Linked DNA regions of Ovis aries: region 1 is linked to region 2. Evidence: chromatin contacts called from public Hi-C data. All regions are on one chromosome and are shown on one strand. The core of a region is the stretch at or near the end of the contact, and the rest is flanking DNA. Distances in the headings are between cores, read along the strand shown. Region 1 overlaps LOC132657310 (a long non-coding RNA gene). Region 2 holds the start of RAP2B (RAP2B, member of RAS oncogene family).

Region 1 (7,493 bases), core at 3,029-5,528, 100 kb after region 2:
CAAACAGAAAAGTTCTCATGTGCACCATCGAGGTTCCCTGTTGAGGTATCATGCAGCCTTCCAAGAGCAGAACCAGTGAACTTGGGTGTAATCTGCATATACTAATATGCAGATCCTGAATTTTTTCTTATTCATTAACTACTTACAAATGGCTACTTAATATGTTAGATTTAGTACTAGGCTTTAGTTCTAGAACTGGAAAAGAATCCCAAACACCAAACTTACAAACTGCTTACAATGTAATCAGAGATGAGCCATGGAGGGCTCGAGCTTCGGGAATTTTGATTTCAGAAATAAGGATGGGTAGGGTTAGCTTAGTGAAGAAACAGAAGGAGAAAACTGTGGTAAGCAGAAGGAAAAACATGTAGAAGACCTAGAGGGTGGGTCCTAGACTGGATCAGTTCAGCCCTGACTCACCTACACAACCAAATCTTAGGAGGTGTTTTCCTCCTCTTCCCTTCCCTTCTTATTTTTAATGCTAGACTCTGCCCCTTCCTATAAGTCACTCCTTTTTGCCCTCAAGAGATTTTAAGGTAACTGGTCAAGGGTGGTACCCATGCATTGGTATTTTAAAAATCATCTAGTGATGCTGAAAGTTAAAGCCACTCAGTCGTGTCTGACTCTTTGTGGCCCTCTCCAGGCCAGAATACTGGAGTGGGTAGCCTTTCCTTTCCCCAGGGGATCTTCCCAACCCAGGAATCAAACCAAGGTCTCCAGCATTGCTGGCAGATTCTTTCCCAACTGAGCTATCAGGGAAGCCCTAGTGATGCTGAAGGGCAAGGCAATGAAAACAGTTGAAGGTGGTACTTCACCCTTCACCAACAACAGCCTGTAACCTAGGTGGCTGCATGGTTTAGTCGCTAAGTTGTTTCTGACCCTTGATACCCCATGGACTGTAGCCTGCCAGGCTCCTCTGTCCATGGGATTCTCCAGGCATGAATACTGGAGTGGGTTGCCATTTCCTTCTCCAGGTGATCTTCCCGACCCAGAAATCAAACCCAGGTATCCTGCCTTTCAGGCAGATACTTTACCCACTGAGCTATGAGGGAAGATAACCTAGACCTAGACCTAGGGCAAAATGATAATCTTGAAGTTTTTTATTCATGAGCAGGTTATAGTCAGACTCACTTTGTAATTATTCCTCTGGCTGACTAGTGGAGAATGGATTGAAGGGAGAAAACTGGAGGCAGAGGGACCATGTAAGAGGTTCTCGTAGAATCTGCATTATTGCCTCTGGATTTCCTGTTTCTTAAACCTGGTCTGTTAAATGTCGCAACTTTCAAGTTTCAGGCTATCTTCAAGTGCTGAAACTTGAGGGGGATTTGAACTATTAACACTCACAAACCATAAGGGCACGCATTCAAACAGACTTCTCCTCCCCACGTGGATGAAGATGGATTTCAGCAATCTATAGATACCCTAAAATGTGTGTAAATTTTTTAACTTTCTAGAGACATGTATTTTTCTACAGTAGGGTCTGCCTTTTTCATCAGCTCAACAAAATGCTGTATGACCTCTAAAGGTCACTGGCCCATAAGGCCTTGCAATAAATGAACTTGAGTGGCATATTTGGAAATTAAGTCATTTTTAATACAGCTCTAAAAAATACAAGGATATTTTAAAAAACTGTCCCATAACTCAAATTCTCCAGTGGCTTCTAAGCCTGACAAAGCATCAGAATGATCTAGGGAGACTGTGAGAAGTAGAGTTCCAGACCTCAACCTAACACTGTTAAATCAGAATGTGTAGGGGAAGATCAAATTGATTGTAGTTGTTGGGGGCTTGGGGACCACTGAGAAACTTGTTCAGTTCAGTTCAGTTCAGTTGCTCAGTCATGTCTGACACTTTGCGACCCCATGAATCGCAGCACGCCAAGCCTCCCTGTCCATCACCATCTCCCGGAGTTCACTCAAATTCATGTCCATCGAGTCGGTGATGCCATCCAGCCATCTCATCCTCTGTCATCCCCTTCTTCTCCTGCCCCCAATCTTTCCCAGCATCAGAGTCTTTTCCAGTGAGTCAACTCTTTGCATGAGGTGGCCAAAGTACTGGAGTTTCAGCTTCCTTCCTTGCAGTAAATACATTTACTTCTACTTTCCATCATCTTGCTTTTATGTGATCTCTGGATCAGGAAGATCCCCTGGAGAAGGAAATGGCAACCCACTCCAGTATTCTTGCTTGGAGAAGTCCTAGGATAGAGGAGCCTGGTGGGCTACAGTCCATAGAGTCACTAAGAGTTGGGCACAACTGAAGTTGCTTAATGCACTCATGTCTATTAGCTGTGCAGAAAAACTGAGCCAGGAGCTTTCTCTTAAAATAATGACGTCACTAATGCTGTATTTTCCCAGTATACGTGGGAGCATCTTCATAACTCGACTTATAATTCTGGAGAATTTTTTGAGTTAGAAGGATTTTCTTTTTTCTTTTTCTTTTTGTCAGTACCTCTTTTTCTCACTCTCCTTACCAAGAATTGTCATTCAGTCCTCTCCTAAGAGTGCTTCTACTGAAGATTCTTTGTGCCAATCATTCTAAATTGTCTTATCTTAGCATTTGAAATGAATGGATACATTGCCCCCCTTTTTCTTTGAAGAGGCTTGCCGGCTTGAGGAAATTATTTTTACTCTCAGATGAATCTGGCCTCCCTCTTACTTTCTCCTCCTCATGCTATCAGCTCCACATCTGGCACCTAGTACAAGGCAGAAACAGCATGTTATCAACCATGAGAAGAAAGAAACATAAGGCACTTAGAAGTCTTGGGTCTCTTTTATTGTCCTATTGAAAGCACACTCTGGTATATCTGAAAAGGTTTAGATGATTAAAAATGAGATGTAAGAATGTGTTGTCCTAGGCAGTTGTGAAGGCCGAAGGGAAGCCTTTTGTATTGCTAGGCTGAGGCTATCTCCAAGGACAGCTTGGAATAGCAGCAGAGCATAATATTCAGAAGGACCGATTATGCAGGATTGATACAGTATTTGGTATTATTTCTTGTTCTATCAGATTTAATAATGTGAATTTGACATAATTAAGTATTCTAAACGACAGCAACACAATTGCTGCTTTGATGCAAGACTTTCTGAATGAGAAATATTCATGTTAGTTCCCCCCAAAAGAATCCATGCTAAGAAAATCTAATTTAAACAAAATGTTTTCTTTAGGGCTGGGGCTAGAATTCTCTGGCAAGTTTTATTTTATACCTACTCCCTTTTCATTTTTACTTTTTCCTCCTGTTTCTTTTTTCCCGTATTTCTACATCTCATTGTTATCCTATTCTCTTCTACTGTCTAGCTCAGCTTCTGCCTTAGGGTTCCACATCCATGGCCCTGAGGAGCTTGGCAGAGGTTCTTAGGCATGACAACACTGTGTGCTCCTTCTGTAAGGACATCCAAGAAACAGGAAGGCCTGGGAATTGGAGGGGACCCAGTATGCGTGAGTATTCAACCCTTTATTTTCCAAAGACTCTGTATAGTTATCCCCTTGCATTATAGATGTTATCATCCCATTTATTAATTTTTCTTATTTAATGTATATTTTCTTATTGTTGTTATCGTAATAAGATATCAGACCCTTTTAGATTTGGTCTTTGCTCTCCACCTAGAATACCCATCAGATAAAGAAATAGGGTCCGTTCTTGGAGAAGGAAATGGCAACCCACTCCAGTGTTCTTAGGGTCTGTTCTGTGGAAGTCTGACAGTTTTTTAACCTGCCTGAAAAGAAATGCTCCACCTCCCAGTACACATCACCTCTTGTGTCCAGTCCTTCCCCTCCCCGCATGGGGGACTGCGCTTGCAAGAGAAAATGGTTTCAGGACCACCCAGTGCACAAAGGCCCCTGTCTGCAACAGTGGTTCTCAGTGGGTTGATTTTGCACCCCTTTCCCCAGGACATTGGACAGTTATCTGGAGACATTTTTAGCCTTTGAAACTGAAGGGCTGCTACTGGCATCTAGTGGATAGAGGGATCATGCTAAACATCCTGCAGCACACCCCTGACGCCCTCTGCCACTGAAAAAAGGATTATTCAGCCAAAATTGAGTGGTATTGAGGTTGTGAAACTAGCCCTTTCCGAGAAATCAGACGTGCCTTGTTATGTGAGTTGCTCGGTGCATGCACAGCAGCAGGGAAACGTGTCCATGAGACTCAGTGCTGACTCACAGATGACAGTTGTGCCACCTTTGTGAAAACTAGCTATGCTTGTTAGACCTGATGGGTATTTATGTGTCTGCCAGACACTTGGTTTGTAAGAGAAAGTGAAGTCTGCTAGGCAGGGGCCAGGGTGGAGCACAGTCTATTTAAAGAGGACTACTTGGGCACTGGCAACCCTGACTCTGCCCTCAGCTGATTGTGGGGCTTGTTCCCCTCACCATTCTGGGCCTCCTTCTCTCCTCTGTCAAATAAGAATTTGAATGAACTCATCTCTTCCTGTTCCAGAGTTGTGTAATGAATGAAAAAATTCCCTCACAGTTAAGTGTAACTCTTTGACATAGGTTAAACAGGGCATCTTTTTCATCAGTAGGTCCCTAAGATTTTTGTCATCAAAAGCAAGAGTTATCTTTAAATGTCTGCATTTGAAGTGTATTGTCTTGAGTAAGCTTGAGATCCCAGGAATACAGAGTATCCATTGGTGTTAAATGTGGCCCCTCCAGGATATTCTTCTTAGAAAATTCCAGTTTGTCTCGCTGCTTGTCTTACCACTTACCTTGAGGAGCTGGCAGTGCTTTTCTACCAGACATCCATCCACCTGGCTGACCACTAATGCTTCCTAGGAAAGGCACTAGTGTACGGTCAGGTCTAAGGAGAGCCACTGGGAATTTTGTGACCTTGGTAATGACTTCATTCCTTATCCTACACCACTCCTTCTCTGAAAACATCCTGGATCAATGGAGCGTTCATTGGTCTGATACAGCAGTATCCAGAAGTCTGTGAGGAGAGAAGAAAAGGAAACAGGATTAAATAGTTAATAGTTCGAGAACTATGTAATACTGGTACTCAGCACATAACACATGCTTTACAGATGTTATCTGATTTCACCATCACAAATACCTGATGAGATGGGTAGTACTAACATTGCTTTACTGATTAAAAAAAACAAGCAACTGAGGCTCAGAAAAGTTATCTCCATTTCCATTGTCTACGGAAAATGTTATGAAAAGAGATTTAAATAATAAAATAAATTTAATGGGTCACTCAACTGAGAAGTCTGGAGATAGATGTAGAAGTCAAGCTTGGTCCAAAACCTTAACACATGTCAACACTTTCCCAATTTCTCTTTCTCTTTTCTGTTTTCTGCAGTGTTGGTTTTGGCTTTAGGCCACACTGCGCCTCCCAGAAACTCTTGGCTCTTCCTTAGGACCTCATCTCTCTTTGCTTTAGAGTCGTCTGTGTTCCCCACCCAAGCCGTGGGATTCATTCTCTCACCAGCTCTTGTTGAGTCATATATTTTTCCCTGAACTATCCATGTGTGATGATGGGGGTGAGCTGGTGCTGGGAAGTGTTGATCAGGTGCCCCATTCCTGGTGCTGCTGGGTCAAAGGCATAAGTCAGAAATTGGCTGAATTCCTGAAAGGAATATTTGGGTACTGTTGGTGAGAAAATTTGAAGGACTAGATATTGAGGTGGTAACTCAAAATTCACCAGTAGGTTAGGAAATGAGCAAAGTGCCTGGAATTTCTACTACAAAAGTAATTTTTAAATAAGTCTAAAACAAACTTTAAATTTAAATGGCAAAGAAACAAAAAAGATTAATGTCAGAGTCTGGGCTACCGATTCTTAATTCCCAAGCAAGTTCTAGAAATCATGGAGATTTTATATGAGTAATTTAGAATTTATTATGCAATGATATTTTGAAGCTGGTCAAGGTAAGTCATGGAGACTAAACAGTCCCACTAACTATGTTGGTTTTCAACACTCATATTACTGGACATATTCTCACTAATCAGTGGGAATTCTCATGAAAAAGTAATCAGAACAGATTGGTTCTCTGCATCCAACCCTTCTGATCATTTTGGAATAGGACCATTGGAAAGATCTCTGGATCCATACAAGTGTCTTTTTCTTCTTTCAAACACCTCACCAATTTCCAAAGAAAGACAGCATTTGTTTTTAGTTATAAAGTATTTCTTCATCATTAATAATATGATAGTTTAGAGAGATTTGAGCCAACTTCATATGATTTAAAAATAATGAAGCTAAAACTTTAAAAAGAAGACTATATTATTATACCTATTAATGAGGTTTTTCTTTCCATGGAATTTTCCAGGCAAGAATACTGGAGTGGGTTGCTGCGCCCTCCTCCAGGGGATCTTCCTGACCCAAGGATTGAACTCTCATCTCTTACTTCTACTTGCATTGGCAGGCAGGTTTTTTACCACTACCACCACCTGGGAAGCCCAGTTTAAAACACAAGCATCTTTAATGAAGTACATTTACATGGGTTGAGGGAAACTGGGAAGCAACTGCTTATCCCATAGAAACAAAGATCATGAAACATGGACATTAAACGTATTTGTCCCGAAGAAATAAAGGGAACTTAATAAAATTTAACCTGAAATAGTAGTATTCATATTTGGATATTGTGTCATTTCTCTGTACAGGTGGATATCAGGTAAGATTGCAAACAGGTTTCTGATCCATCACCTAGTTACCGATATACAAAAGTAGGCTTTGATTAACATTCCATCTGGATGGAAAATGTATCCCCTCTTTAAAAAAAATTACACATTTTTCTAATTCAGAAACCTAGGTTTGAACAAAATATTGCTTGTGAAGAAATTAACACAAAAATTTCAAATATTAATTTTTTTTCATCTATCTCAGGCTACCATGAAAGGGGCTTCTCTGATAGTTCAGTTGGTAAAAAAAATTCACCTGCAATGCAGGAGACCCTGGTTCAATTCCTGGGTTGGGAAGATCCACTGGAAAAGAGATAGGCTACCCACTCCAGTATTCTTGGGCTTCCTTTGTGGCTCAGCTGCTAAAGAATCCTCCTGCAATGTGGGAGACCTGGGTTCGACCCCTGGGTTGGGAAGATCCCCTGGAGAAGGGAAAGGCTACCCACTCCAGTATTCTGGCCTGGAGAATTCCATGGACTGTATGGTCCATGGGATTGTAGAGAGTCAGACACGGCTGAGCGATTTTCACACTTCACAGGCTACCATGAAATCACAAAGGTAGAAATAATTGAAAACCAAACCAAAACAAAACCTCCTCTATAATGTTACTTTTATTTTTTAATTTTTAAAAGATTTATCCTTTTTTTTTCTTTGTGCTGGGTTGTTGCTTCACAGGCGTTTCTCTAATTGCCCCGAGCAGGGGCTCCTCTCTAGTTGCGGTGCGTGGGCTTCTCGTTGCTGTGGCTTCTCTTGTAGAGCTCAGGCTCTAGGGTGTGTAGGCTTCAGTACTTGTGGCACGTGGGCTCAGTAGGTACAGCTCCCGGACTCTAGAGCACAGGCTCAGTAGTTGTGGTACATGGGCTTAGCTCCTCCGCAGCATGTGGAAT
Region 2 (7,116 bases), core at 2,924-5,423:
TCCCTCCCTCCCTCCCTTCCTTTGACACCCTTAAGTCAGCCCCCCTTTCAGGGAAACAAATGCCCTTATCTCTTCACACCATAATTCTAACAGGTTCTTACTAGCCAAATAAACTGACACAGTCTTAAAAACAATGTCCCTAATTTCTCAATTTCGTGAAGAAGATAATTGGAGAAGGCTACAAAACTTAATACTATTTTCCTGCTCCAGGCACACACGCAAAATTGCTTTCATTGAGAATCTAAAAAGCATTTATTTTACAGTACTCAGCAAGAGCATATTAAAATCTTCTGCCCTGCCATCCCAGACCTGTAAAAAATTTAGTCATGTAAGTGACTAAATCCTATGTGAAGATGATTAATGCACCCAGCAACCTATTTTATTTCCAATTTCCCATTTTCAAAAATTCCCTGTCAGAAGTATATACATTTCTTAAATTAGATACTTGCCAGTATTTCACATCAAAAGGCTTCCAAAAACTAAAACAAACTCCTAAGTCACTGAATGCATTTAAAAAATCTTTTATACAGTACTTGTTATATGTCTTCAGAGCTTTCATCTTTACACTTTAGATCTATTGAATTAACTAAATTTACACAAATGCAAGAATGAAACTTTGCAAAGCCTAAGTGTGAATATTTTTTCCTAATTTCTTATTTAGCATATATACATTACCTTCTAATTAAGTTTGGTACTAAACTTCAATGAGATCAAGTGTTAAAAAAAAAGAAAAAGCTTTAGAACCAAACCCAGGCAGAATTCTCTATTCCTCCTCCATGCTGCAATTCTGAGAGGTCACCTGGGCCAAAGACACAACATTTTAAGGCAAAATATGTTAATACAGCTTTAAGAAACCTGTGGCCTTTAACTTCTTTTGGCTCCCTCAACACAATAAATCTTTTGGAAAGTCAAAACTCTTCACCCTACACTTTATGGACCTAAGGTATATATGAAGTGCTTTTGATACATAGTCATACACCTTCCACTCCATAAAGATATCAGTAAAATGGCCCTTAAGAAAAACAAAATACAAAATAAAAAGCTCACACTGCCTCCTGCTGTTAGAAGGAAAATTTCATGAGGTCAAAATGGTCCACAAACTGCACAGTGTAATAAAGCAAGAGACTTAAGTTTTCTCTTCTTTTTTAACCTAATGATCTGCTTCCTAATTAAAGCCACAAAAGGGCTGAGACACTATTCACAACCCACCCAAATGTACTGTAGAAAACACAAGGCATGACTTCAGAATTGAAAATCATATCCTCCAAACAAGCTTTAAACTGGATAGGTGTTTTAAACAAAGCAGAACAAAATACGAAGAAAGAAAGAAAAAGAAAAAAAGAACACTAAAACACCATCCTGCCTGACCAGTGGATGGTTACTCTTCCAGATCTAAGGCAGTCTTAGCAGCTGGTTCTCCCTTTCCTGCTCCAAGTCAGAAGAACAGATTCAATATCCAGTTCATCTTAACAGTCAGAGGGTAAAGCCACACCCCAGGGATTCCTAGACCTTGATGATTATTTTTCATGTTTAAAGAGTTGGGAGTAATGTCTCCTAACTTGTCACTGACACTTCTCTCTTCAAAATCTGACAAACCACTCTTGGGGGCATCAGGCACCTGCCCCTGTCCACCTCAGCCATGACACTGTATGTATTAAATCACTGAATATGAAACACAGAAACACAAACAATAGTTTGGATTTGTTTCTTTAAAAATGACATTTGTATTAAAAATCTTAAAATGAAGAGACAATGATTAACCACGTGTATGGAATTAGAAATTACAAATTGTTAGAATTCTCTTGGTACATCACAACAGTAAAATTTTGCTCTGTGCTTCTGGAGGAACACCCTACAACAGAAAACCAAAAATTAAAAAAAAAAATTATATAAAAGGGGAGCTAAATACCTGAACATTGGAACAAAATGAAGCAAAAATTTTTTAAAAAGAAAAAAAAAAAATAACCCATTGCATTACAAGTAAATTACATTTTAAAGGCTGGAAAGAATAAAGAATTCAACGAACAACAGGCCCTATTGTCCTGGCTCCTTCAGGAAGATTATTAGAAGTAAACTGGGAAGTAGTTTGGGGAGGAATAACAGATTCTGGGAACTGGTGGGAAGTTCACAGGTTGGCACCGGCTGGAACAGCTGAGTTTTGAAGGCACTCTGCAGACACAGGGGTGCTGGGGGCCCTGAATCACATTTGCGAAGTTTCTGTACTGTAGTTTAAAGAGCTAGCCATCAAAACCATGTATGGCCAACCAATACGAACAAAAAGCTAAATCTAAAAAAACACACACACAACAGTACACACAAAAATGTGCAGATCTGTAACATTTTTTTTTTTCACAGCTGATAAAAAAAAATACTACCGTTCTCCCCCAGACTCCCCTTTGATACAGTAGGTAAACAAAATAGATTTTTTTCCCCCACAAATTATCAGCAGACACTTTCTGGCACCCCACACTGTATTGGCATCAGTGTTAACAGTCCCAGTTCAGATGTGCAATACTTCAGATTGGATACACTGTAACAAGAATCCAACTTTGCATAGACATCCTCAGAATCGAAATCAGTCACGGGGTTGCCTTTCCAAGCTGGCAGAAAAGGAACCCGATCTTAATTTCCAGCTACTCCTGGAAAACAAGGAAAAAACAAAAGTTTCTTCCTCTCCTCCTGCTCCTTCATTTGGTTCTCCCGGACTTCCTTCCGTGTTTTTGAAACTTGGAACTAGAAAAACGGTTGTTGACAGAAAAACAAAAAAATCCCCCCTTTTCCACCTTCTCCCCGTCCTCTTCCGCCCCCACCCCATTTCTTTTTTTTTTCCAGACTGAAACTTTCGCCTGCCGGTGTCAAGCCGCCAATACAGGGCCCCACGGGCTGCTTCAATGGGGAAATATGCGTCAACCAAAATCAATGAGAAACGTACATGCTGCAAAGATCCACATTTCCACCGGGACTCGGATGGTCCTGACGGGACAGCCCCTAGGAAACCGGGGAGAGGCGGGGGACGCGGCCACCGCGGCCAGTCGGGCGCCAAGACCCCCCAGCCGATGCAAAGTCATCTCCAATCTCAAAGCAAGAAGAGAAATCACATTTAGAAGAGTCGGGTGCGTTTGGCTTTTGTGCGGAGAGCGCGGCTGTCGCGCGGCAGCCGCGGGCGCCTCAGAGGATCACGCAGGCCGAGCAGCAGCCCTCATCACCGTTGGGCTGCGCCGCGTAGTTCATCTGCCGCACGATCTCGGCGAACAGCTCGTCCACCGAGGCTTTGTTTTTGGCCGAAGTCTCCATGAAGGGGCAGCTCCACTCCTCCGCCAGGGCCTTGCCCTCGCCGAATGAAACCTCACGCTCGCCCTCCAGGTCCACCTTGTTGCCCACCAGAATCATGGGCACGCGCTCGTACCGCTTCACGCGGATGATCTGGTCCCGCATGGGCTTGATGTCCTGGAAGCTCTGCTGGTTAACAAGGCTGTACACGAGGATGAAGCCCTGGCCATTTTTGATGTACAGGTCCCGCATGGATGCGAACTGCTCCGTGCCCGCCGTGTCCAAGATCTCCAGCACCGACGGCGATGAGTCCACCTCAATCTCTTTGCGGTAGAAGTCCTCGATGGTGGGGTCATACTTCTCGATGAAGGAGCCGGTCACGAACTGCACCGTGAGGGCGGACTTGCCCACGCCGCCCGAGCCCAGCACCACCACTTTGTACTCTCTCATGGCTCCGTCGGCGTTCTCGCTGCGCCTGCCACGGCCCCGTCGGGGCTGCGCACTGGAGGAAAGCTGGGCTTGGTGGCTAGACTTCTCTGTCCTCAGCTCTGCAGGTAAACTCAGGAGATGACCGAGGAACGCAGGACGCGGAAATCACCAAACGGGGGCCGGGCGCCGGGCCGGCCGGCGCGGCGGCGAGTCCCTGCAGCGCGGGTCCGGGGCCCCGAGGCAGCCCACGGCGGCGGCAGCAGCAGCCTGGGCGGCGGATCTGGAGGACAATGCCGGCAGCCCGTGCTAGGCGAGGGCTGCAGCTTCTCTCCGCAGCAGCCCAGGAAGGCGAGGAGGAGGCGGCGGCGGCGGGCTGCGGAGGCGGCTGCTAATTGCGCGCCGGGCCGGGACGCGCGTGGCATGAGTCCCCGCAGAGCGTGCGCCCACCGCCGCGGCCCTTCGAGCTCTCTCCCGCAGCCTCCGCGGGGCGAGGGCTTCCTACTCGCCGCGCGCAGCCCTGCCCGCCCCGCCCTGGCGAGCATGCCCAGTGCGCCGCTGCCGGCCCCTCCCGCCGGATTCCCGGCTCCTGGTTTTCCGGGGGGCCGGACGGGGGTGGGGCTGTAGGCGGAGCTAGCGATTTGATTCAAGACTAGCGGATTCGGGATAGGCACTAGTATAGGAGCCGGAGAAATGTGTGGGGGTGTATGGGTATTAAGAAGCTGGCTAGGACAGCTCGAGGGAGGACGGAGGCCACCTTCCTGCGCCGACCTGGCTTTAGTGCATAGGAATCCCGGCTCTATGAGAAAAGGGCGGGCGCCGTGGGCCACCCCGGGAATAGGCTGGTCTCATGCCGTTCCTTTTATCCAAAGCTTGTGGACTCCCACTCCCCGAGCCCCCGGCGGGTGTGCGTCCCGAAGGCCGAGACCCAAAGAACATTTGGGTGTATGATAGAAACATTTTCTTCTATGGGCGGAGCATTTTCCCACACTCTAGGCGTGGCCCTTCCTACCCAGCCTTCTCTCGCGGACTCTCCTCGCACTTCATCCCTCAGACAAAGAAAACAGGAACATTCGGCCTGAAACCTGTCCGGAAGAGAGAATGGGCAACCTCTAGTGATCAGGGCGGTCTCCAGGCTGGGACTCAGAAGGCCCCACCCACCTCCCCACTCGGTTATGGCCAAAACCCGGAGAGTGAATCACAGCCCGATCCACAATCAGCCCGGGTGCCGGTAGCTAGTCAGGGCATGCTCAGTGGGCGGAGTAGGTTTGGGGGTTTGGAAGTAGGAAGCTTGTGCACTGCACACCCACGCTCCAGCTCAAATTTCTTCTTCTAGACTCAGGACCCATTGGTCCTGGGGCGCAAATCTCACACCCTCGAATGTTCTTCCATTGGCTACCTCCAAGGTTTTATCAGTTTGGGCTGCTTCATTGGCTAAAAAGTAGCCTCCGCTCGTGATTGGTTATTTATAGAGATTGAGTGGAGAGGCGGAGGCACAGCTGTTCTTTCTCTGCTCTCCCCCGCCCCCTTCCTCCCACTTCCCCAACCTAGTCGTTTTGAAGCTAAGAGTGAAAAAATAAAAGGAATTTAGGCGGAGAGCTCAGAGCTAAATATAGTCCTTTGTTGGTGTTTTCAAGTCTGACTTCTCGGTGCCCAGTCACGACTGTCCGTTAAAGGGAGCTGGTTACAGTTCTTGGTCCTCAAGAAATGGCAAAGTTTCCAAGGTGGTTTTTAAATTTTTCCCCAGGGAGGGGGAAGGGCTAGGATGTGGAAATGGGCCACACTGAATTCAGCTCACCCGGTGGGGTGGGGGAATGCCCAGGCTTGCCTTTGGTAAACATCTTTGCTTTGGGGCGGGCATTCGCTAAACTGGGCTTGGCTCCTACTCACAGGAGCTACCAGCGAGATGCCTTGGCTTGTTCCAGGTCTCTCCTTTCTCGCGGAGGAGAGATGTCAAGACCTGTCAAAAGGCTAAGCAATGATAGCGTGAGCCCCAGGGTGAAGGGGTGGGAGGGGACCGAGCTGCATCAACCCTGGCTTGGTATCCTGTCGACGCCACTTCTCACTGGTTTAACCATCTGCATTGGAGGGATAAAAGAAATGGTGTGCTAATGCTTGGTTTCAGTGCCTTAGTCCCGTTGTGACTCAGGGCCGCGTTGCCAGTTAACCTTCTTTGAATCTCTAGCTATAGCTCGTAGAATGCACAGCTGCAACTTGAAGCCCTGGCCATGGGACCCAATGGGTCCTGGGCAGCAGCCAATGCCTTGGGTGGGCGGAGCCTATTCCTGCGCCTGGCTCCGCTATTTAGTGGAGAGAGGGGTTATCACAGTGCTTCGCTAGTTAACCTTATATAATTCTCCAGAAACCTTTCAAGGCAAACTCACCTAATACAGCTGGAGTGAACCTCGCGTTTACCCAGTTTAATGTTTGCCAGGCCTTTTACATGTGCTATCTTATTTACTCCTCATAAAAATATTAATTATACCTATTTTAAAAATGAGGAAACTGAAATCTTACGATGTTGTCTAACTGGCATAACTGGCATGAAATTTCACAGCATAAGTGGTCACGCTGGGATCCTGACCCAGGTGTTTGGGTGCAGAACCTGGTCTTGTAACTATTATGAATACTACTTTCTAACAAAAAAGTTTCCAGATTGTACCCTTTCTTAGGTTGACTTTTGAGGTAGTATGAACAGACTGGCTTTTAAGCCCAAGCTAGAGGGACCTGTGTTCACCCTCTGCCTCTTCTGACAGTGCCCCTTCCCACAGGGTTAAGGAGCTAGAACCCACGTCCAGACCATGCCCCAGGTGGTCAGAATTCTGGAATCCCCTCCCCAAATAGTACCAAACCCTCTCCTCGGATCTGCTTGGATCTCTGAACTCACCCCTGTGTGCAGGAATGGGTCTTTGTTGGAGTGCGGGTGGTGCTTGGACCCATGAACTAAGGAACACCCTCCCAGGCACTATGGGCCCCCACTTAACTGCAAGAAGAGGGGTGCCTTCTAGTCAGCTTTCTCTTCCCTGCCACTTTCCAGCCTGGCTCTTGGAGAAGTCTTAAGAATTTGTGATTCACACCTGACCATCGTATTTGTCAAGGTGGGAGGACATATCATATTTTAACACTTGTGTTATCTTGATTTTAGGGCTTCTCTGGTGGCTCAGATGGTAAAGCATCTGCCTGCAGTGCAGGAGACTCGGGTTCGATCCCTGTATCAGGAAGATCCCCTGGAGAAGGAAATGGCAACCCACTCTAGTACTTTTGCCTGGAAAATCCCATTAATGGAGGAGGCTGGTAGGCTACAGCCCATGTGGGTCACAAAGAGTCAGTCACGACTGAGTGACTTATCTTGATTTATAACTGAAATAACTAGAGTAATGCTACCTGGGCCTCTGTCCTCTAGCCCACAGAAGTTAGGTG

What was found. A called contact is a pair of places that touch in the nucleus more often than the background predicts.
Region 1: a Hi-C map of skin fibroblasts shows a contact between it and region 2, with 2.7 times the contacts expected there. The contact joins the enhancer-like site here to the promoter of RAP2B in region 2. A contact is called at or near these places in 3 of 16 Hi-C or Micro-C datasets (omental adipose tissue, skin fibroblasts and tail adipose tissue).

What each region holds. Positions count from the first base shown.
Region 1 is chr1:235,403,458-235,410,950 of ARS-UI_Ramb_v3.0, forward strand. It overlaps LOC132657310 (a long non-coding RNA gene), which reads left to right. Exons shown (of 3, transcript XR_009595295.1): 2 at 3,286-3,426. Among named protein-coding and RNA genes, the nearest start is that of RAP2B, 100 kb to the left of the region's middle. Within about 2 kb of position 4,279, at least 4 of the 54 cell types and tissues checked have an H3K27ac peak or open chromatin away from gene starts, as enhancers often do.
Region 2 is chr1:235,299,906-235,307,021 of ARS-UI_Ramb_v3.0, forward strand. RAP2B (RAP2B, member of RAS oncogene family) reads right to left here and starts at 4,174. Exons shown (of 1, transcript XM_015092587.4): 1 at 1-4,174. The coding sequence starts at 3,720. The coding sequence ends at 3,169. The region is part of intron 1 of LOC121817115 (a long non-coding RNA gene); the gene reads right to left.